Regions from separate parts of the Mus musculus genome. Here regions 1, 2, 4, 5, 6 and 7 are each linked to region 3. The links are chromatin contacts, called in public promoter capture Hi-C maps. All regions are on one chromosome and are shown on one strand. The core of a region is the stretch at or near the end of the contact, and the rest is flanking DNA. Distances in the headings are between cores, read along the strand shown. Region 1 holds the start of Zfp566 (zinc finger protein 566). Region 2 holds the start of 4732471J01Rik (RIKEN cDNA 4732471J01 gene). Region 3 holds the start of Zfp60 (zinc finger protein 60). Region 4 holds the start of Zfp568 (zinc finger protein 568). Region 5 holds the start of Zfp14 (zinc finger protein 14). Region 6 holds the start of Cic (capicua transcriptional repressor). Region 7 holds the start of Cox7a1 (cytochrome c oxidase subunit 7A1).

Region 1 (2,853 bases), core at 8-2,507, 2.4 Mb after region 3:
ATGCAGAGAGCCACACTCATCAGGTGGAGCTTGGGGAGTCTTGTGGAAGAGTATGGGATAGAAGTGAGCAAGCCAGAGGGGTCAAGGATACCACAAGAAGACCCAGAGTCAACTGACCTGGGAGCATGGAGGTTCACAGAGCCTGGGTCACCAACCAGGGAGCATGGAAGAGCTGGACCTAAGCACACTCCCCACCCCACGCCTACACGTTTGTAGCAAGTGTGAGCTTGGTGTTTATGTGGGTCCCCCTAAGAAGTGGAGCGGGGGTTGTCTCCATCTCTGTTCCCTGTCATTGGATCACCCCCTACTTCGACTGCCTGATTGTGCTTCCTAGACCTGCTGGGACTAGGTGCCCCAGGGAGGGGTGGTACCCAGAGGGACTCTCCTGCCCAGAGGACAAGGTAAGGGGGAGATGGAGGGAGGGATTTGTAAGGGTAGGACTGGGAAGCGAGGAAGGAGGGTGGCTGAGATTAGGATGTAAAGTGAATTTTTAAAAGTAAACATTAAAAACAGTTGGAAATACTCATATGGCTACCCTTAATAGTCGAGATGTATAAATGCTTCAGATCCTGAAATATCAAACAGCACAAAGACTCAGTTAAGCCGCTATCCCACTTAACACGGGGAAGTCCTACACAGCTGTCCAAATAAACAAAGTAAAAGACAAAGAAAAGCATGATAGCTCACAAATGAACCTCTAAAATGAGCAAAGGCTAAAGAAGAATGCACGCAAGATACACATTCAAAACTTCACACTCACAACCCACACACAGACCCACAACAGAGACACTCGGCTATCGGAAACCTACCTACGAGAAGACAGGACTACCTACTAGGGGCTCAAAAAGTAACTTAAGCACAACTTCACTTTTACCACACAGAATCCACAGGTATCTGCGCCTGCACTGTGCTGCACGTGGTCACAACATCACACAGTCGCACGCCCCTACAGAGACAGAACACTCACCCAGTCAGCAGCTCTCCACATCCACACACAATGCCGCACGTGTCCCCAGCTCGCTCCCTCCCACTCACCAAGGGGTGGTGGCCGCCACGGTGTTAGCAGAAACTGATGCTCATCACCAGTCCAGCCCCTTAGCGCCGCGATCACTGTTCACAAATTAGCCGCACAATTCCGACTCCTCTGCCGCACAAAGCCCAGCCTCGGCGTTCGCCCCGCCTCCTCCCGGGTTCCGCACCAAAGGCCTTCCTTGCAAGCTGCCAAAGCCCTGCAATCCTTCAGTGCACCTCCCCTCTTGCCAGCAAAGCTCTGAAGTCACGCCAGGCGCGTGATCTTCCCGCGAGAAGCCAGGGAGCCCTCTGGGAAATGTAGTCAGTCCGAGGGAACGCGGCAGACAAGATGGCTCCCGATGGGCGGGGCTTCTAACGGTCCCTCAGTGTGGTGGACGAGCGGAGGACACCCCAAATAGAAACGCATCCTCAGGATACATGGAACCCTATATCAGCTTCCACTACTGCATTTAAAATCATTCAAAAAAGTTAGGAATCTGTTGATTTCCCGGACTTTTGGTATTATCTGTAGAGGATAGACTGCATCAGGAAAGGGGCGGAGAACTGGTAGGGGGCGGAGTGTGATTTGCATAGTAAGCATAATCATGCGGCTGAGACTTCTAGTAATATAATTCAGTGCAATACGAAAAAAAATATATTGAAGGGGGAAAGTTATCTCAATTTCTCAGAGAGCTAAGCCTTTGCTTGGCCACCTCTAGCGGCCGAGTTTCCCCCCGCCCCAGAAGTGTGCAGGAACAGATCTCCTCCGCAGATGTGTGACTTGTTCTGGACATGCATTTGGCTTGGTACTCATTAGCAGGTCCTGTAGGTTGAAAGGGTGGATACCAGGACCACACCTTGGATTCCCACATGCTTCTAATGCTAGCCCGCAGGAGGAGCAGGAGGATCAGGGTCATCCCTGGCTACTGAGAGGTAGTTACATTAAAAACTACAGTGGAACACTTGGAGAAAGCATCTTCCTTTGAAGTGATTTCCATAACCAATAAATATACCTAGTCCAGGAGATAACAAGTCAGTCGGTCTGAAAAAGACATTAAAGTTGGGGCTAGAGAGATGACTCAGCGATTAAGAGCACTGGCTTCTCTTCCAGAGGACCTGAGTTCAATACCCAGCCACCACATAGTGGCTCACAATCATCTATAAGAGGATATGATGCCCTCTTCTGGCCTACAGATGTATATGCAGCAGAGCACTCACATTAAATCTTTTAAAACGACATTGAAGTTAAAAGACTACATCTCTGTATAAATCAAGATTTTCTCTTCAGAAAATAGGGACAACACGGCTTACCTCACTTCTCTGTTAATTGCAAAGCTGCCACAGTCCTAACGAAATAGATACTATAAAGACATGAAGATCTTATAAGGATATGAAGTTACCCAGAATAGAATGGAGCTGAGGGAGAGCTGCCGGTAGACTACCCCAATGATAACGGGTATACTAACCAGGCATGTTAGAGGGAAGTGAAGTTTGGGATTGCTGGGTGCGGAGATTTGAATGAGCTGGCTCATAGGCTCATACATTTGAATGCTTAGTCATTAGTTTATGGAACTGCCTGGGATGGGTTAGGGGATATGGCCATGTTAGAGGAGGTGTGTTATTATTGGAGGGTGGGCTTTGAGGTTTCAAAAGCCCATACCAGGCTCAGTGTGTCTCTGTCTCTCTCTCTGTCTGTCTCTCTCTCTGTCTCTGCCTCTCTGTCTCTCTCTGTTTTCTGCAGAGACATTGTAATTCCTAAACCAATGATGACATCAGCCACCTATTAATTTCCCACACTATTATATTATCCTGATACTGTTTTTTCAGTCATCCACGATTTTC
Region 2 (2,702 bases), core at 25-2,524, 2.3 Mb before region 3:
AGTAATAAGCTACATCCCCAGCTCCAGGATTTTTCCTTTTATCATACTGGCTTGTTTACAATGTTTTGTAAATGGGTGAATGAGAGAGGTTGAGACAGAGTTCCACTCTGTAGCCCTGACTGACCTGCAACTCACTATGTAGCCCGGGCTTGCCTTGAACTGACTCAGCTTCCCAAGGACTGGGATCAGAGGTGTGCGGCACATGCCTGGCAACAACAGTCTTATTACCATCTGTGTCCTCAGCTCTACTGAGACTGCCCTGCTAGTTACAGAAAGCCGAAGCCTGGCACCTCTAGGTATTGAATGTCTGTCTCGGGATGAAATCTTTGTGACTAGAGCCTTTTAGATTCAGAATTAAGGTTGAGGCATACAACAGCTGTCAGCTCCACACTCCCTGCTCTGAGAAGGCTGAAGGTATCCATCTCCCTGCCCTCACTGGACAGGTACAGGAAACCCAACCAGCTCAGTGCCTCTGTGTCTCTGTCGTCATTTGGGAAATGGGCTGATCATAATGACAGCTGTCTCATCCAGTTACTTGTGGCAAGATCACAAGGATAAATGACGGCTCCAGCCAGTCAGGATACCCTTGGGGCAGAGGTGGGATCTGATTCACAGGTCTGAGGCCTGGCACTAGGAAGGGCCTCAGGAAATGACAGTCACTTCTCAGAGCTGCGAGCCTTTGTGAGTGTGCTTACCTGAACCCCGTGCAAGGGAGGAGCCTTACTCAAGCAGATTCTTTCTGACTCCTCATGACACTAAGGGCAGCTTGGCTATTAACAGCTCCACGTCACACTTCACACATTCCTTTGCTTATCAATCTAATAAATACTTGAATGTCCATGTGTCTGGCATTCCCTGTAAACAAGGCAGACACAACCCTACTCTTAGGGAGACCAGTGTCTAGTAGAGTCAGACACTCTACTCAGCACACTCAGCCAGACAGTAGACTTACATACACCTCTCCAAAACACACACATTTGAATCTGACAACAGCCCTACAGATGCCTGTTGGGAGCTCAGAAAAAAAATTGAGAAAAGGTCCCTGTTCATTACTTCACATTCATAGCAATTTGGTACAATGGGTCTTTGCGATTGAGGTTCCATATCGCTTCAAAGCATAGTGTTCTGCTATGTGTCTTTGTTGGGGGATAGGAGGCTTCAGGGTCCTGCTTGAGCTCCAACACTTGTCTACCAAAGGAGGATGAGGAATGATGAATTTGGGGGTTTTGGGTCTGGTAAGCCATGCCAGGTTTTTTCTGGTTTTGCCTGCACAGGAACCTGTCCCTGGAGTCTGATAAAGATCCATGGACTGCCGGTGGAGCTGCATAGCGGAGGGCTTGCTTAGTGTTCACCAGGCCCTAGGTTTGGCTGTAAGCAGCGCCACAAGACAGACAAAACTCATAACCAAACCAGGACTTAATGCCTGCTCTGATTGAGCCATGCAAAATCTTTGGTTGTTCTGCCACTGTTTCTCCAGCCTTTTGGATCCAGGGAAGCTAAATGGTAACTCCCTCCTTTCTCTAAGGACAACGTAAAAGTTCTCATGTTTTGCAAGTCGCCCCAGGGTTGCTGGGTTGATGAAGGTCGATTGTCAAAGAGCAGATGGATGGATTCACTGAGAGAGTAAGAAGGGGCTGCAAGGAGCTCTTCCAATTACCGGATGCCCCTTCTGCCTACCTTTTGCATTCTATTTATTTAGAAAAAGCGGTTAAAAACCCTTCTACGTTATTCTTTTAAGAGGGCAGAAGACATGAAAACCGCTTGAACCGAAACAGAAAACACTAAAGGCACAGCTCTTGGCCACACAGAAAAAGGAACCTGAGAGAGAACCTTATTCCGACAGACGAGCATTTCGGACACTTCCCCAAAGACCGCACTGGGACAGACGTAGTCCTTACGTCTCGGTGGGGCATTCTACTCTCACATCACCCCCCCCCCCACGCGCAGGACGGCAGTGGATCAGTCCACGGGTCTCTTCCCCCTCGTGGAAGTGGGTCAGTTCCCCCAGTCCCCAGTCCCCCGCAGGATGTGCGGGATTTCTTTTAAGCTGTTACCGACTCACCTTTGATCTTGCCTTTTCGCCACCGCCTGCGACTGCGGTTCTTCGATCCTTCTTTGCCCTGCTTGGAGGCCTGGGCCCCCACGGGCGCCGATTCCACGGCCGGCTCCATCAATTCTTTCCAGTCCTGGCGCGGGGCCCAATTCCAGCGATCAAGTTCCTCTCTTAGAGTCAATCCTAGTTACACACCACTGCCAGGCCCCCAAACCATCCAATCCTGGGCAGGCTCCTCGCGGAGCTCCGCCTTTAATGGGTGGGGCTGAAGGTCTTGGCCCGCCCATCTGCTCAGATTAAAGGAACCGCGCAGTGCACCGTAACGACAAACAAAAAACCAAAAACCAAAAACCAAAAAAAAACCCGCAGTCCTGGAAGCAGCGAGAAGTGCCCTCACAGCAGGAATAGTGAGGAGTCGCGTTAGAGTCACCCCAACAAAGAATTCTCAGTCATCTTGTGCAGGTGCTGACCCTCGCCATCTCATTCACCTTTCCTTGAACCTGGCCCGCCCACTTGCCCCGGGAGCCGGAAGAACGGGCGGGCGGGCAGGGGGCGGGCAACCCAAGGCGTGGGCGGGGACCGACTTGGGGGCGTAGCCGCGCTTGGTAGCCGTTTGGAGAAGCCCCGCCTTTTCCTCCGCCCCCTCACG
Region 3 (3,025 bases), core at 396-2,895:
ATTGCTACTTTGTCATCAATGGCAATGTTCTTTGTCCCCCAATCTGCCTCAACTTTAAAATCAATCTAATTCTTCTTTTGACTATTGTGAGGATGGTCACTTTGTTTTGTTTGTCTTTTGTTACAAGGTTTCTTCGTGTAGAGACTGCTGGTTCTGTAGACCAGGCTGGCCTTGAACTCTTAGAAATCTGGTATTAAAGGCATGTGCCACCACTGCCCGCCTGAGGATGGTCACTTTTAATCAGCTAGAGTATTTATCAACGTATTTTCTGTAGTTAACATCTGGTTGAGACTGACTTATTTCAAATCTAATCTGTCTATACTGTAGGCGTTTAGATCATTTACAAAGCGTCTAATATGTTTAGTGGTCCTAATAGGATTATCATTAACCTTGACACTAGTTTTCTCTCATGTTCTGGAAAAATATGTGTAAATATAAATAATAAATAAATGTGGTTTTGAAAGCTCATGTTGAAAGACTCCGAGAGGAGCCCCTTGCTCAGGCCTCAGGACAATAGCGGACACCCAAGAACTCACAAGAGACCAAGCTTGATGCAAACCACATGAGGCTTTATTCGGGGAAAGCCAGAGCTCTGGGGACGACTCATATCCCACGCAGGGGTAGAGGAGTCGACCCCAAGGGGAAAGAGGTCCCAGTTTTTATAGGCCCTCAGGGGGGGAAGGAGAAGGGGGAAGTAGGGGATTTCCAGATCTAAACAATGTTTATTCTCAAGAAATGGGTATGGGAGGGGTCCAAGGGAAGAGTCTGGTGCAGGTGTAGGAACTCTAGATTGGCCGGGCTGTTGTTGCTGGGGAGATTTTCTGACTCTTTTTCAGCAACCAATATCACAAACACCTGGCAATGGGCTTCATCAGTGGGCACACACATGGGTTCAAGGAACGGTCAAAACATTGGCAGACACACGGGTTCAAGGAGTGGCCAGAGCATTGTGCACCTCTATTTTTCTAAATCAGTGAAGCTAGTTCTGCTAACAGTGACATCTATCTTGCCAATTTCAGGGCTTGTGTGACCTTTTACATTCTGTCAGGATCTTTCAATGTCATGTTACACTAAGTACGTTTTCCCTACATAAACAAGGCATACGTCGGTGGTTGTTTACATACGTCGGTGGTTGTTTAGATACTTCCACATGCTAGTCATTCACCTTTCAAAATGGGCGCAGTTCTGTTGATATTTATCCAACTAGTCCTCACTCACGTTTTCCTATCTAGATAACAGGGACACTGACTCTCTGAACATCTGGCTGTCTGAAATCGCTGATATAAACTACCACGTTTAAAACCAACCAATTCTTTAGTTCAGTGTCTTCCAATCTACCATAGTCCCTACTAGAGCACAGCAGGTGGAATCCCTCTTGGTGCAAAGTGTAACCACGCCAGTTATATCCGGATTTGATCACGCTTCCTATTCTGTCCGGGGGTGGGGTGGGGGGTCTGGGAGACAGAACACGACGTCTCCCACAAACCACTGGCATAGCTCTCAGATGGCCTGGCCTAAGTTGTGTGCAGTGATCTCTCTGAACTACAGACCGCTAGGCTTCATCGAGTTGAGCACTCGGCACTACATTTCCCAGGGGCTACCGCGGCGGAAGTAAAGCAACTTCCGGTGCCCTGGCGGCGCTATAGCGGACGGTCGGGTCTTTCTGGTCTGAGTAGGGAATTGCTTTGTGTCTTCGGTCTCTGCAGAGTAAGGCCGGGAGTCCGGGTGTGGGTGTGGACGGTGGGGTGGATGGATGTTGATGCGTGTGTGAGTGTTTAGGGACGGTGCTGTGTGTGCGCGCGCGCGTCTCTGCGTACGCACCTTGAGCTATTTGCATTATCACCGTGCTTGTCGCTTTCTCTCGCGGCCACCAGCAGAGGACCAAGCTTCACTGAGGAGAGGTGAGGGGCGGAGTCTGAAGGGAAGCTTTCCCTGTGGTTCAGATTGAGCTTTGTGACGAGCATTTGAGGCCGAAAGTGCCTCCGAGGGTGGCCTACTGGCCTTTTCTCAGAGCTCTAGCCGTGTGAGTGTCGAGGGAAGAGAGGGGAAATGCTCACTGGGGATGCTCTCAAATGTAATCTAGGCTTACTCAGATGTAATCTAGGCTTACTCAGGCTCCCTGCGCAGGCCATTATTCAAAAGGAGGGCTGGAGGAGCGTGAGATCGTTGTTGCTACCCACCGAAGGCTCAAGGGCGAGTTTGCGCTTTCTCTCTGTGCGAGAAATGAGGGTTTTATGTTTAGAATATGGAATTGTCAGTAAATGAAGAAGGAACGTGTAAATTGATACCGCCATCATTGTGTCCCTTACATTGTCCCTCCCCTTTCCAGTTAGTATTCACATTATCGTTTCAATGACCCTTGACATCTTCTGTCTACAATCACTCCCCCCACCTCACCGACCATGTTATAGATAGGAACCGACAGAGGTTAACAAAAGGGCTTTCAAACTCCGATGTGCTAAATCGATTTCTATTTGGATGGTGTCACACGTCAGATGGCCTTAGATCTTCTTACAGGTCTTCATTTCAAAGCAGCGGAAGAGTGGAGGTTTTTGTTTTCTAGTAGATTTTGAGATTGGGAAAGTGGTAGGCTCTCTCCCCCTCCCCTCCCCTCCCCTCCATCTGGGTTGGAGTCTTGGTTCTGTCCCCTCAGGCTCTCCAGGCCTGTCAGGAACCTTAGGATGCCTGTGGTGAAGCCTGTTAGTGCAGTGCCGCCATATCCTAAGGGCCTGGTGTGCTTTAGTTGTTGCTCTGTGAGGCCATCTTGGGTTCATTCCACTCAGTGTTCTGCAGGACAAGGGAGTGTGAGAAACAATGCGATTGCTGGTGGATGTTTAAGAAAGCCACTCAAACAGAAAAGCTAGGCTTTGTGGGGTACAACGAGGCAGAAAGAAGCAGGAAGGGCAATGTGAATTCTGTAGCAGCTTGATCCCCATAACACGTTTCAGGCCAGCTGGCCTACACAGTGAGAACCTATTTCAAAAACAAGGAAGGTGAATATACCATAGAGCAGAGTGTTTTTCCA
Region 4 (3,017 bases), core at 458-2,957, 2.3 Mb after region 3:
TAGGAGGGAGAGAAGTGTACAGTGAAATCAGACTGAACATCTTCCTTCCACATTACACACTTTGGTTTCAAAAATATGAAGCCAGCTTGAGATCAAAGAGGCCTTGAAACTGGAGATTATACTGAACTGGAATTTGTAATTAGTAAAAGAAAATTGACCACATGAGTGAAAATCATCAAATGATAACAGTGTACACAGATTATTGTTGTTTTCGGAGACAGGGTCTTGCAGTGTAACATTGGCTGGCTTGGAGCGCACTCTGTAGACCAGGCTGGCTTGAAACTCACAGAGATCCACCTGCTCTGTCTCCCACCAGTTAAACTTAAGCCGATTATTCTAGCTTGCAATCAGGCTTGGAACATGGCTACCTCTATGCCTCTCTCTGACTTAATAATAGGTATAGCTATTCTTTTCTCCAATGGAGACAATATAGGGATCTATTTTCAAATGACAAGTCGTCATTAAGCAAGTACTTCCAGAGGCATTCAGATGTTGGGGTCATGGGGTGTGCAAATAATGAGGAAAGGACCAAGAAAGTCGGAAATAAACCACAAGTAAACTTTATACCCTCCCCCCGTCCCGTTCCCTCCCCCCCCCCCCCCCCCCCGGGAAAACACTTCTAACTGGTTAGGGTCACAAGTCAGCTTCGACCTTTGACAAAGGGAGAGAGCAGTCTCCTTTCTCCTTTTGAAGCATAAAGGCAGGAGCAGAGGTTCAGGGAACAATAAAGAAGGAATTTGTAAATTGAGGGTTAGTTCTGGAGCCCAGGGTGTGGCAGGTAGGAGGATGTTCATTCAGGCTCAAGGCTATTCTAAGACAGAGGTCTTATCTCAGCCTTTAGGGAGCTCGCCCAGGCCTGGTGGTTTTACTGCAGCTTGAAAGAAAGTAAGGCTTGCGGGCATGCAGTAAGATGGGGGCGGCCGTCCAATACCTGGGATCACTCTGGGCTCGGCACAAAGGAAAGCCCGGCTCTTTGTGGTTTGTAGTGCATTCTTTGCCTCTTTTGGGTAACTGACCTGGCAATGGGTAAAACTGGGAGTAGACATAAAAAAATTGTGACCCTCCAGGTCTTTCTTGGCCAGGCCAGAGATCATTACCAGCCTTGTCCCCATTATCCATCCTGCGTAGAGAATGGAGATTAGGAGAGAACTGGCACCCTGACCAATTTGCGAATCTAAACCTCACCTCAGAGATTGTTCCCAGGAGCAGAGTTCTGAAGTCACAACCACTCGGGTGACAGGAGCCCCATGGTTACATGCAAGATGCCACATAGAGGTAGGCACAGTCTTACACTTAAGCCACAACTCCACAACGACCAGACATTTCATGTCCTCATAGAAAAGCTATCAGAATGTATTACAAACAACCACAAAAACTATTCCAGGGCACTGCGTCCGCCCAGTCGCAAGGCTCCTGCCGAGAGGCTGGACAGGCCACTAGCCTTTCTGGGAAATGTAGTCCACAAAGGGACAGCCACCTAGCGCCCCCAGCGCCTCCTCTGGTTGTTCCGGAAAAGACCGTCCCCGCAGCTGCTCACGTCCAGCGCTGCTTCGCCGGCGGCGTCACCGTCTCGCCGCGCTAATGGGCTCAGCCACCTCGGCGCCTTCGGCCATGACTCCTGTCCCTAGCACAGGAAACGCCAGCCGAGCTCTGACCGGAAGTTGGGTCGGGCCGCGGGTCCTTCTGGGAGCACCTGTGCTCTGGGACATAACGGGCGCGCGCTGCCGCCCGAGTGGAGGGGCTGGCCGTGCGTGGCCCGCATGCCGCGTCTCTGAGGTTGCGTCTCGGGAGGTTTTGGCTGGTGGCGCTGCGGGGACCTCTCCACGGGAGAGGCACGGGTGGTCCGGTTTGCGCCGGCCGTGGGCTTCGGGCTGGGCGCGGGCTCTCGGGGGGCTCGGAGTATCCCGGGTCACAGCTTTGCGGAGAGCTCCGGGCCAGAAGGCGGGACTCAAGCCTGTTCGGAGCTGCAACCAAAAACCTGGTAAGAGTTTGTGCTACTCTGGAGATTTGGAGGGGGTGTGGTTGTGCGAGAGCGAGTGTCCTGTCGTGGCCATGTTTGGTGGTAAGGGGTTGAGTAAGGGTGTGGTGAGTGTGGGGATGGCGTGGCGTGTGCAATTGTACCGCGGAGTTCTTAGGTGTGTAGCATTTGGCGTAACTCGTAACTACGGGGAAAAAAAATCTGTACTTTCTAATGATTTCCCCCTCCTCATTGCCGCCCTTTCAACACTTTCTTCTCTAACTTTTTTCAGTTTTTCTTTCTATTATTACCTAATGGCTTGCTTGGCTTATTTAATTTTTAAAAAAATCTTTTCTTTTCTCTCCTTTCCTTTTCCTTTTTCTTTTTTTCTTTTTCTTTTCTTTTCTTTTCTTTTCTTTTCTTTTCTCTTCTTTCTTTCTTTTACCTTTGTAGTGTTGAATTTAAATCTAACGCTTCAATCACACCAGGCAAAAACTGTACCAATGAGCTACATTCCCAGCCCTGAAGTTAGTTTAATAATGGCTGAAAAAAATTCCTAAGCTCAATAGCAAACCAACTGGGATTCCTTCAGTTCACGTTGTTAGCAGATTCATTGCATTTAGCTGATCCAGGCTGTATTTGGTTGAAATTCAGATCTGCTCTCTGTTTGTTGTTTTCTGGTGCTCAAGTTAAAAAGAACTGATTCCAAACATATTTTCTTTTCACGGTGGATTATGGGAGCACAGGGGAGATCATGCAAAGACTCTAAAAAACCTCTGCTTCAAATGTGTCCATATTTAGCCAAAGAAAAGTTGTGTGGGTAAGCTTGTAGTCTATTAAAATAACTATTTGCCACATTAAGAAATCTCTAGAAATACTTTTATACTGGGTGTTACCGTTTAGTGCAAGTGCTCTTTGATGATAGTGTGCTCTTGTTTGCACTCTCTTGTGTGCACTCTCTAGCTCTGCTCTCTAGCTTGCTCACTAGCTCTCTCTCTCTCAAATTACATTTGTCACAAATTTTATATTCCAAACCCTTTGTCTTTATGTTTCAGGTTTC
Region 5 (2,812 bases), core at 310-2,809, 2.3 Mb after region 3:
GCAAAAGGCTTTGAAGAGCTTGGTAATTTAGGGGTTTAGACCTGGCTGCTGTTGCTAAAATGGGATTAAAAGAGACAGAGATTGATTGAAGATTAAGTGTTATTCTGGCTGGGCACAGTGGCACACATTGCAGCCTGGAGGCTGAGGCAGGAGGATCACCCACAAATTTGAGATCACATGGGTTACAGTGAATTCCTGGTCAGTATAGGTACAAATTGTTTAAAACAAGAACAAAACGTGCTATTCTGGTAAGAAGCGTGGTTTAGCAAAGGAATCTTCCACAGTAATTAAAAACGAACTAGCAAAGCAGGCTTCGTGGATAAGAAAGCTGCAGCCTGGAATGCAGAGATGGATCAGCGGGTTACACTCTCAGCACCTACGTGACTGCTGTAACTCCAGTTCCAGAGAATCCGATGCCCTCTTCAGGGCTCCTCAGGCGCAGTCACACTCAGTGGTGCACAGAAAGAAAAGCAGACAGAAACACTCACATACGTAAAAAACGAACATGTTAAAAATTTAAAACCTGTGAGGCTGGAAACAGCTGTACTGCTAGGAGCAGTGGCTGCTCTAGCAGAGGATGCAAGTGTGATTCCCCGTACTCACATGGTGTTTCACGACCGTCTATAACTCCAGTTCCTGGGAATCAGACACCTTCTCCTGGCTTCTGCTGGTATGTGTATACACACAAATACACACACACACACACACACACACACACACATAAAAAAGAAAAAATACAAAAGACATTTGTAACCACACAAAGAGGGCCTGGACCCGCATTTAATCAGAGACATAATCTCTGAGTGATGCTTACTATCAGTCTGCATGAATCTGTCTCCTCTACCCTGACCAAGATAACACCAAACCGCTGCTTCTTTCCAAGCTAACTTCATTTTCACTTTCACAGTAATGAGGAGTAAATGTCCCCATGCCTGGAAAAACAAGGAGTACACTTCATAGGACAACGAGAAAGAAGAAAGTTAGGCTATTTTTTTTTCCGCAGTAATGTTGGGTCTCTATGTATGCAACAACAATCGTTTCCTGCTTTTATTCCCTCGCCTTCCCTAAAATGAACAAGTCTGGGGAAAAGGTCAAACCGGGAAGGTGCGGGCTTGGTAGCCTGGGGACACACCCCTCGCGACCAGCCCTTCCACACACATAACCTACTGGAAATGGAGCGCCGCGGATGGAGAGGACACTGGCCGCCACCGGAGGGGCAGGTTTGACAGGCGACGGCCACCGGGGCTGCCTGGCGGGGAGGGAGCGCGTACAAAGCAGCCCTGCGGTGGCAGCTGCGCTGTCTTTTTGTACGGAGGGCCCTCACTCTGAGGTTCACACACAGAACTCAGAGCCATGCTGGGCCTCTGGGCTCTGCAGCGGGAAGACGGAGGATGCAACGGGGTACGCGGTGTCCACTCAGCGTCACCGACTCCAAGTCTCTCAAGCCAACTAAAGACAAACCTACGCTGCCCCCGCGACAATTTCCTCAGTGCAAGGGACCAACTCACCTCTCAGAGCGGACCGGCGCTAAGCAGCCGGAAGGATGCTGCGCAGAGGCCTGTGGGAAATGTAGTCCATGGTGGGAAAGACTGGGCCAACGCAGCGGAGTGCGCAAGCGTGCTCGGGGCTGTGATGGGTGGAGGCCTCTGGGTGTGATCTTGGACCAGCTGGAAGGGCTAGGAGATTCCGCTGCCCTCTGCCCCCAAATCCCCACCCCAAACCTAGCTCACTGGGCTGGGGGTTGTGTCGTTGCCCTACCAGGGCTGAGAACACCATCATCACATTATCACATGCTTAATATGTGAGATAAGCATATTCTCACCCCAGCGAGGGTGTAGGCATGATCAGGGAACTCAGTAAAATACATTCTCCAAAGGTGCAGTCCCACATCTACCCAGGGAAAGGTTGCTCAGGCTCCTTGGAGTTCCCGCTGCCTCTGCTTTCTCCCACTGTCCCTTCTAGCCGTTGTGTATATTGGTCTAGTCGTTGGTATTGGCCTTAGGTTTTGTTTTGCAAACTGGAGATGAAGCCAAGACCTCTAAGACTGGAAAGATAATTATGCTTTCTTCTATCACAGTGGTTCTCAACCTGTTGGTCGAGATCCCCCCCCCCCTTGGGGGTCAAATGACCTTTCACAGGGACCACCTAAGACCATCAGAAAACACAGATATTTACATTAGGATTCCTAACAGTAGCAAAATTACAGTTATAAAGTAGTACCGAAAATAATTATATAGCTTGTGGATCACCACAACATGAGGAACTGTATTAATGGGTCGCAGCTTTAGGGAGGTTGAGAACCACTGCTCTAACATTTTCTTGTGTTTGTGCCAGGCCTCATCCGGTCTTCAGGAGACTGAAGCATGCAGACTGCAAATTCAAGATGAATGGAAAAAAAAAAAAAAAAAAGGAGGACATGACTGCTCCCAAGGGATTGAGATCTAAGAGAGAGCACTGGCAGGGGCGTCTGAAAGTAACCAGGGTGGCCATGACTGCCGGACTAAATGGGGCCATGTGAGGGGAGGGGGTGGGGTGTAGGACAGGCTAGAAGCCAAGAGGCCAAGTGCAGCGGGCAAGAGGTAACAAAAGGACCTTGTGCCCAAAATGACTGGGTTATACAGGAATCACAGAAGCTGGGAGATGGGAAGCCCAGGCCTGGGCTACAGAGTTTGGGATAGTGGGGGGCAAGGTATATCAGCCAGGATGTCTCTGTAATAGGTGCTGGGGATGTTGAAAGATCCTCATCGATCCTCTTGTTTCTTTCCAGAGCGCTGTTATTACAGGCATCCGTCAACATTCCCAGCGTTGGGAC
Region 6 (2,911 bases), core at 147-2,646, 2.5 Mb before region 3:
CAGATCCACACTCCCTTGTGTTGAGTCTGTCCATCCATTCCCGCTGACTCCTTGCCCACCTGAGACTAGAGACCCGTTCCATGCAGACAAGGGATCAATAGGGTCTGCGGCACGGTGGGAACTTCCTGTAGATATCGAGAAGTTGCCTCACTGTAAGTGCCATAGATAATGGGTGCTTTTTGCATGTCCTATGTGAAGCAGCCATATATCCCAGAACATTCTCTTACAGAGCATAGTGCAAGCATAAGGAAAGCAGAATAACTAAAAGCAGCTCAATGAGAAAGGGGTTTATCTCAACTTATATTTCATCAAGCCCATCTGAAGGGGCGTCAGGGCAGGAACTCTGGGCAAGAATTCAATGGGGAAGCCATGCAAGAACCCTTCATAATGGCTTGCTCTCCATGGTTTGTTTCGCCTGCTTCCCAGGACCACTTTCTCAGGGGTTGCACCCACCCACAATGGGTTGGACCCTCCTACACCAACCACTAATTAAGATAGTACTGCACTGACTTGCCTACAGGGCAATCTTTTGGAGACAATTGGGGTTCACTCTATGTCAGGATTTGGTACTTGTGTCAACTTAAAAACTAACCAGCACCAACAGTAAGATGTGCTACAATAGACCAGATGTGTGTGTGTGTGTGTGTTTCACTATTACAGTCTTGAGTATCCATCATATGCAAGAGAAACCTTCATTAGAGGAGGAGTACACCATTCTCCATTATCCTTTGATCCAAGGGAAACCTGATGGGAAGACTGAAGCTAGGGATAGTCACACCTGGTGTAAACTCGGCACCGGGGCAACAGCTGTCTATGCCTCAGAGGGTATGTGGCACATGCTCTTCTCCTCACCTCCGGTGTGACACCCACCCCAAGATTTTTACACATCTTTCCTCAGGTGTGAAAAGCCATAGGGCTATTCGCCTTCGGAATGAAGTGTGAAACCCCAGGAAGTGACGCAAAAGAAAAGTTTGGAGATTGGAGGGTGCGATCAGAAAAGTGCGCCGTCCTAAAATCAAAAAGTCTTGGAGTTGACATCACGGCCACAGGCCACGCGGGTTGCCAGTACTGCAGAGCGCGCTACCCTACAACCGCAGGTCCTCTCTCCTTCTGGTGGCAACAGGGCTTTCCGCGGGGCCGCGCCAGACTTTTTGAGACTGTTGATTGGCCGTAGTCCGGCCACCCGACAGCCAATCATGCAGAGGAAAGGTGACATCACTAGTTCTCCTCCCATCCCCCTACCCCAAACTTCTCTACTCTGGTTTACCAGCACCAACAACCACGTGGGGGAGGGGTAAGAGAGTAGAACCGGTGAGGTCATTGCACCGCCCCTGCCGTTGCTGATTGGCTGCGGGGCTCGCGGGTGTCGGTTGGCTGCTCTTTGCACCTCCCCCTCGTGCCGCTACAGCCGCCTCAGCGAGGAGCCACTGGCGACGCCAGAGCCAGCAATCCGGGTGAGTCGGGGCCCTGGGTCTAAGATGTTCCCAGTGTCCAGCGAGACTCAGGAGGAGCTGCCCTTTCCGACTTTTTCTCTTCGCCCGGGTTCTTTGGAGCTCCATGCACTCTGTCACATGGGAGTTGTAGTCTGACTTATGCTTCTGACTACGGGCCGGATACAGAAGAAGACTACTATTCCCAGCAGGCATTGCGTTCAGCTGGTCAACAAACCCTCGGGCCACGCCTCTCGAGCTTGTTTATTGGAGGGCATATCCTTTAGTCCCGCCTCCCTTCATTTTATTGGTTACTGTCCCTCGCAGGGGGTGGTTTCTTGCTTAAGATGGATGGTGATTGGGTACTGTAATTGTCATTCGGCATATAAATAGTCTGTTAATTGGTTAAAGGAGGTGTCCATTACTTGTTGTAAGGTAGAGTTCTAGGCAGATCAGGCAGTCGTAGGCTTAGGTTGGTGTCGGTCCCGGAGGGAGGCCGGTCTTGGAATTTGACCCCGCCCCTTGGCGCTGCCGGAAGAGCGCAATTGGTGGTAGCAAGTGTCGCTTGCGGATGATAGGCGGAGCCGACTAGACAGCGAATATCTATTGGTCTAGGTTGGCGCCGGTCACCGGGGTTGTGGCCGTTTATTGGCTGGTTGCTCCAGCTGTTGCAGGTCCATTCACCATTTTGTGTGTTGGAGTAAAAAAAAAAGGGAGAATCGAGAGGGAGAGCCGGAGGGGGGGCGGGGAGGGACCGGACCGGACTGAGCCGGGGCCACGGCCCCCCGCCCCGAAACCCCGCGGAGCCCGAGGTGAAGGGCGGGGCTAGGGCTGACACTGCGTGGGGGTGGAGGGGAGCTGGAGGCCGAGAGGGGACAGGTGGCAGGGACGGGAAAGGGGTACAGGGCAAAAGAGGTGGGCGGAATGGTGTGGGAAGGGGTGACAGAGTGGAAGAAGTGGTAGGAAGTGGGGAGTGACAGAAAAGGAGCAACTAGGGGAGAGTACTGATAACAGGAATGGAGGGGTAACAGGATTAGATCAGGGTGACAGGGAGAGGAAGGGGACCGAGTTGGAGGGGGTGATAAAGAGAGGCGATGGGCAGAGGTGTCAGATTTGGAGGTCTAGAGATGGCCGACAGAAGAGTGAATAGGAGGAATAGGTGATATAAATAAATGGGGGTGACCAGCGGGGGGGGGTAACAGGAGGGGGCCTAGTATCTGAGAAAATAAGGTAGAGGTGGTGACAAGATGGGAGAGAGTGGCAAGCGAAGATGGTGTCAGGAGGGTGGATGGAAATAGAGAGGATGAGACCCTAAAGGGCATGGGGTGGCCTCAGCTTCAGGAGTTTCACGTTCTGAAAGGGAGGTGAGGGCCCGCGGGACCCTGGGTAGTAGTTAGCTATGGTGCACAGGAAGAAGGTAGGCCCCAAGAAAGAGAGGTCTGGCTCTGGGGTAAAGAGACCAGTCCAGGTAACAGGGGTAA
Region 7 (2,809 bases), core at 119-2,618, 2.5 Mb after region 3:
AGAGACAGGCAGGCAGATTTCTGAGTTCAAGGCCATCTTGGTCTACGGAGTGAGTTCCAGGACAGCCAGGGCTATACAGAGAAACCCTGTCTCAAAACCTAAACCAAACCAAAAAAAAAAAAAAAAAAAGAAAAGATCTAGGAAGCTTAATTTCAGCTAAAAAAACAATACAAATGCCCCATATTTTTCTCTAAGGGAACAACTCTTTCTCCCTCTGCTCTTTCCATCTCTCCCATCCCCTTCACGACCCCTACCTCCCTACCCTCCTCTCCTCCATCTGTTCACTGTCTATTCTTTTTTATTTTGTTATGTGCATTGGTGTTTTGCCCGAATGTATGTGTCTGTGAGGATGTTGGATCCCCTGGACCTGCAGTTACAGACATAGGTAAACAGCCATGTAGGTGCTAGGAACTGAACCAGGGTACTCTGGACTAGCAGTCAGTGCTCTTAATCGGCAAGCCACCTCTCCTGCCCTCCATTGTCAGTCCTTAAACTGTTTTTTTTTTTTTTTTTTTTTTTTTTTTTGAGACAGGGTCTCTTTACGTAGTGCCTGTAGCAAGGCTGGAACTCACCGTGTAGACCATTGTAGAACAGTGAGCCTCAGAAGTGCAGGAATTAAAGGTCTGGGTCACCACGGCCCGCTTTTCTTTTTTCTTTTTCTTTTTTCTTTTCTTTTTTTTTTTTTTTTTTTTTTTAGTTTTTCGAGACAGGGTTTCTTTCTCTGTGTAGCTCTGGCTGTCCTGGAACTCACTCTGTAGACCAGGCTGGCCTCGAACTCAGAAATCCACCTGTCTCTGCCTCTGCCTCCCGAGTGCTGGGATTAAAGGCGTGTGCCATCACGCCCGCACAGCCCCCCCCCGCCCCTCCCCCCTCCTTCTCTCTCTCTTTTTCTCTCTCTCTCTCTCTCTCTCTCTGTCTCTCTCTCTGTCTCTCTCTCTCTCTCCCTCCCTCCCCCCCTCCCTCTCTCTCTCTCTATCTCTTTAATTTCTTAAATCAGTTCTGGCCTGGTAAATATCTTTATCTGTATCGGGGTGACTCCTTGTTTCCTCAAGAACACTGGGGAAGATCCTGACTTGGCCCTGAGGAAACAAATATGGAAACTAAGGCTCCAAGGTGCAGTGATCACTCATTCAGAAGACAGACATTTATCTCTGCCCTCACTGGCTCCCAGATTATCAGCAGGGTAACCCTAGATAACAGCCAGGGAGTGGCAAGTCCCTGAGCCACTGTCATTGGGGTCAACCCAAATGCGGAAACGATGACTGACAAGTTGGAACACTTTCTCTCTGACCCTATTGGACAAATCTAATTTGGTCACGCCCCACCAGTCTGGGAGTCAGTGGGCGTGGCTTGGGATTCCCTTAGGGTAAAGTGCTGCACGTCCTTGGGCGAAGAGGGGAGGTGACTCGGAGCTGCTGAGGACGCAAAATGAGGGCCCTACGGGTGAGGCCCCAGCACGGGCTGTGTCGGGGTGGAGGGGAACCCCACAACCCAGATGCCTAACCTAAACATGCCAGGATCCGGAGTCTTAGAACAGGTGCACCCTTCAGACTGGGACTTCCTCCCTGGCAGCCTGAGCTTCCAGACAGCACTATCCTTAACATGGTCCAGAACCCTGGGTTTAAGCCTCCGTTTACCCGAGTCCCCCTTAACATCCCAGGGGGCCCTAAAACCAACTCTCATGGAACTTCCAAGCCAGTCTTGCCATCCCTGGAACCTGATTTTCTGGTATTAATCTAGCCCTCTCCTTCAAACCCCATAGCGCCCATTTCACATTCTCAGCACTGGAGTCTCTCACAGCCTGCAGAGAGTTCCAAGCTGTAGCTTCTAGACACCGATTCCCCATCCCCACTCCTTTGTTTGTTTGTTTGTTTGTTTGTATGTTTGTTTTGACACAGGGTCTCCCATAGCCCAGGCTGGTCTCTAACTTGCTATGCAGCTGAATGTCCTTGACCTCCGACCTCCACCTCCCAATTGTAACAACTTATGTGACACCTCCTCTCATTTTCTAAATGCTTACTAAGTAGCCCAGGCTGGCCCCAACTCCTGCTTTCCTCTTGAATGCTGGGATAATAGGCTTCCACCAATGTCTTGACAGATGTCCCCACCCCCAACCCCCACCCCACCCCCGCTCTCACTAGTAACTATCTTGCCTTAAGATATCTTACCTAGTTCTTCATCAGAAATGTAGTCCCCACATCGCAAAGCGCTCCCTTCCTGCGGGATCCACATGAGGGCAGATCTCCAGGTGCTCCCTACAGACCCATCTCCTATCCCTCCAGGTCTCCCAGGCTCTGGTCCGGTCTTTTAGCTCATCTACCAGAAGCCACTTAGAAAACCGTGTGGCAGAGAAGCAGAAGCTCTTCCAGGTAGGCGGGACAGAGTCTCTGGACCTAATGAGGGGTGGGGGTCGCTGGGCAGGTGGAGGTCTGTGCAGGAGCCAGCAACCCTGTTCTCACCCCTCCAACTCAGGCCGACAATGACCTCCCAGTACACTTGAAAGGCGGGGGAATGGACAACGTCCTGTACAGACTGACCATGACGCTGACTCTGGGGGGTAAGTGCAGGACCACTGGCTTGCTCTGGTCATAAGAATAGCCAGGGTCCTCGGGCAGTGGTGGCGCATGCCTTTAATCCCAGCACTTGGGAGGCAGAGGCAGGCGGATTTCTGAGTCTGAGGCTAGCCTGGTCTGCAGAGTGAGTTCCAAGATAGCCAGGGCTACATAGAGAAACCCTTTCTCGAAAACAAAACAAAACAAACAAATAATAATAATAATAGCCAGGGTCTGGGTCGGTTGGTGCTTCAGAA

What was found. Promoter capture Hi-C pulls out the DNA fragments that hold promoters and counts their contacts. Capture Hi-C pulls out chosen DNA fragments and counts their contacts.
Region 1: a promoter capture Hi-C map of adipose tissue shows a contact between it and region 3, with 4 times the contacts expected there. The contact joins the promoter of Zfp566 here to the promoter of Zfp60 in region 3. A contact is called at or near these places in 2 of 9 other capture datasets (adipose tissue and liver).
Region 2: a contact with region 3 is called in a promoter capture Hi-C map of pre-B cells, with 4 times the contacts expected there. The contact joins the promoter of 4732471J01Rik here to the promoter of Zfp60 in region 3. A contact is called at or near these places in 2 of 39 promoter capture datasets (liver and pre-B cells).
Region 4: a contact with region 3 is called in a promoter capture Hi-C map of liver, with 6 times the contacts expected there. The contact joins the promoter of Zfp568 here to the promoter of Zfp60 in region 3. A contact is called at or near these places in 1 of 39 promoter capture datasets (liver) and 1 of 9 other capture datasets (adipose tissue).
Region 5: a promoter capture Hi-C map of liver shows a contact between it and region 3, with 6 times the contacts expected there. The contact joins the promoter of Zfp14 here to the promoter of Zfp60 in region 3. A contact is called at or near these places in 2 of 39 promoter capture datasets (hippocampal neurons and liver), 1 of 484 Hi-C or Micro-C datasets (CD4 T cells) and 1 of 115 datasets of contacts at active chromatin or transcription factors (large pre-B cells).
Region 6: a contact with region 3 is called in a promoter capture Hi-C map of pre-B cells, with 4 times the contacts expected there. The contact joins the promoter of Cic here to the promoter of Zfp60 in region 3. A contact is called at or near these places in 3 of 39 promoter capture datasets (cranial neural crest, maxillary cranial neural crest and pre-B cells).
Region 7: a promoter capture Hi-C map of liver shows a contact between it and region 3, with 5 times the contacts expected there. The contact joins the promoter of Cox7a1 here to the promoter of Zfp60 in region 3. A contact is called at or near these places in 2 of 39 promoter capture datasets (both in liver).

The regions. Positions count from the first base shown.
Region 1 is chr7:30,089,253-30,092,105 of GRCm38.p6, forward strand. It overlaps Zfp566 (zinc finger protein 566), which reads right to left and starts at 1,258. Exons shown (of 4, transcript NM_152814.2): 1 at 1,036-1,258.
Region 2 is chr7:25,393,439-25,396,140 of GRCm38.p6, forward strand. It overlaps 4732471J01Rik (RIKEN cDNA 4732471J01 gene), which reads left to right and starts at 1,275. Exons shown (of 7, transcript NR_015569.3): 1 at 1,275-2,515. It also overlaps a transcript of Lipe not described here.
Region 3 is chr7:27,729,764-27,732,788 of GRCm38.p6, forward strand. Zfp60 (zinc finger protein 60) reads left to right here and starts at 1,646. Exons shown (of 5, transcript NM_029531.2): 1 at 1,646-1,707.
Region 4 is chr7:29,982,248-29,985,264 of GRCm38.p6, forward strand. It overlaps Zfp568 (zinc finger protein 568), which reads left to right and starts at 1,708. Exons shown (of 10, transcript NM_001167872.1): 1 at 1,708-1,981; 2 at 3,013-3,017. It overlaps Gm31735 (a long non-coding RNA gene), which reads right to left and starts at 1,274. Exons shown (of 2, transcript XR_001778074.2): 1 at 1,186-1,274.
Region 5 is chr7:30,049,837-30,052,648 of GRCm38.p6, forward strand. Zfp14 (zinc finger protein 14) reads right to left here and starts at 1,560. Exons shown (of 5, transcript NM_178733.5): 1 at 1,509-1,560.
Region 6 is chr7:25,266,303-25,269,213 of GRCm38.p6, forward strand. Cic (capicua transcriptional repressor) reads left to right here and starts at 1,397. Exons shown (of 21, transcript NM_001302811.1): 1 at 1,397-1,454. Gm45974 (a long non-coding RNA gene) reads right to left here. Exons shown (of 3, transcript XR_001778066.2): 3 at 2,031-2,095.
Region 7 is chr7:30,182,803-30,185,611 of GRCm38.p6, forward strand. Cox7a1 (cytochrome c oxidase subunit 7A1) reads left to right here and starts at 1,369. Exons shown (of 4, transcript NM_009944.3): 1 at 1,369-1,443; 2 at 2,283-2,369; 3 at 2,473-2,557. The coding sequence starts at 1,429.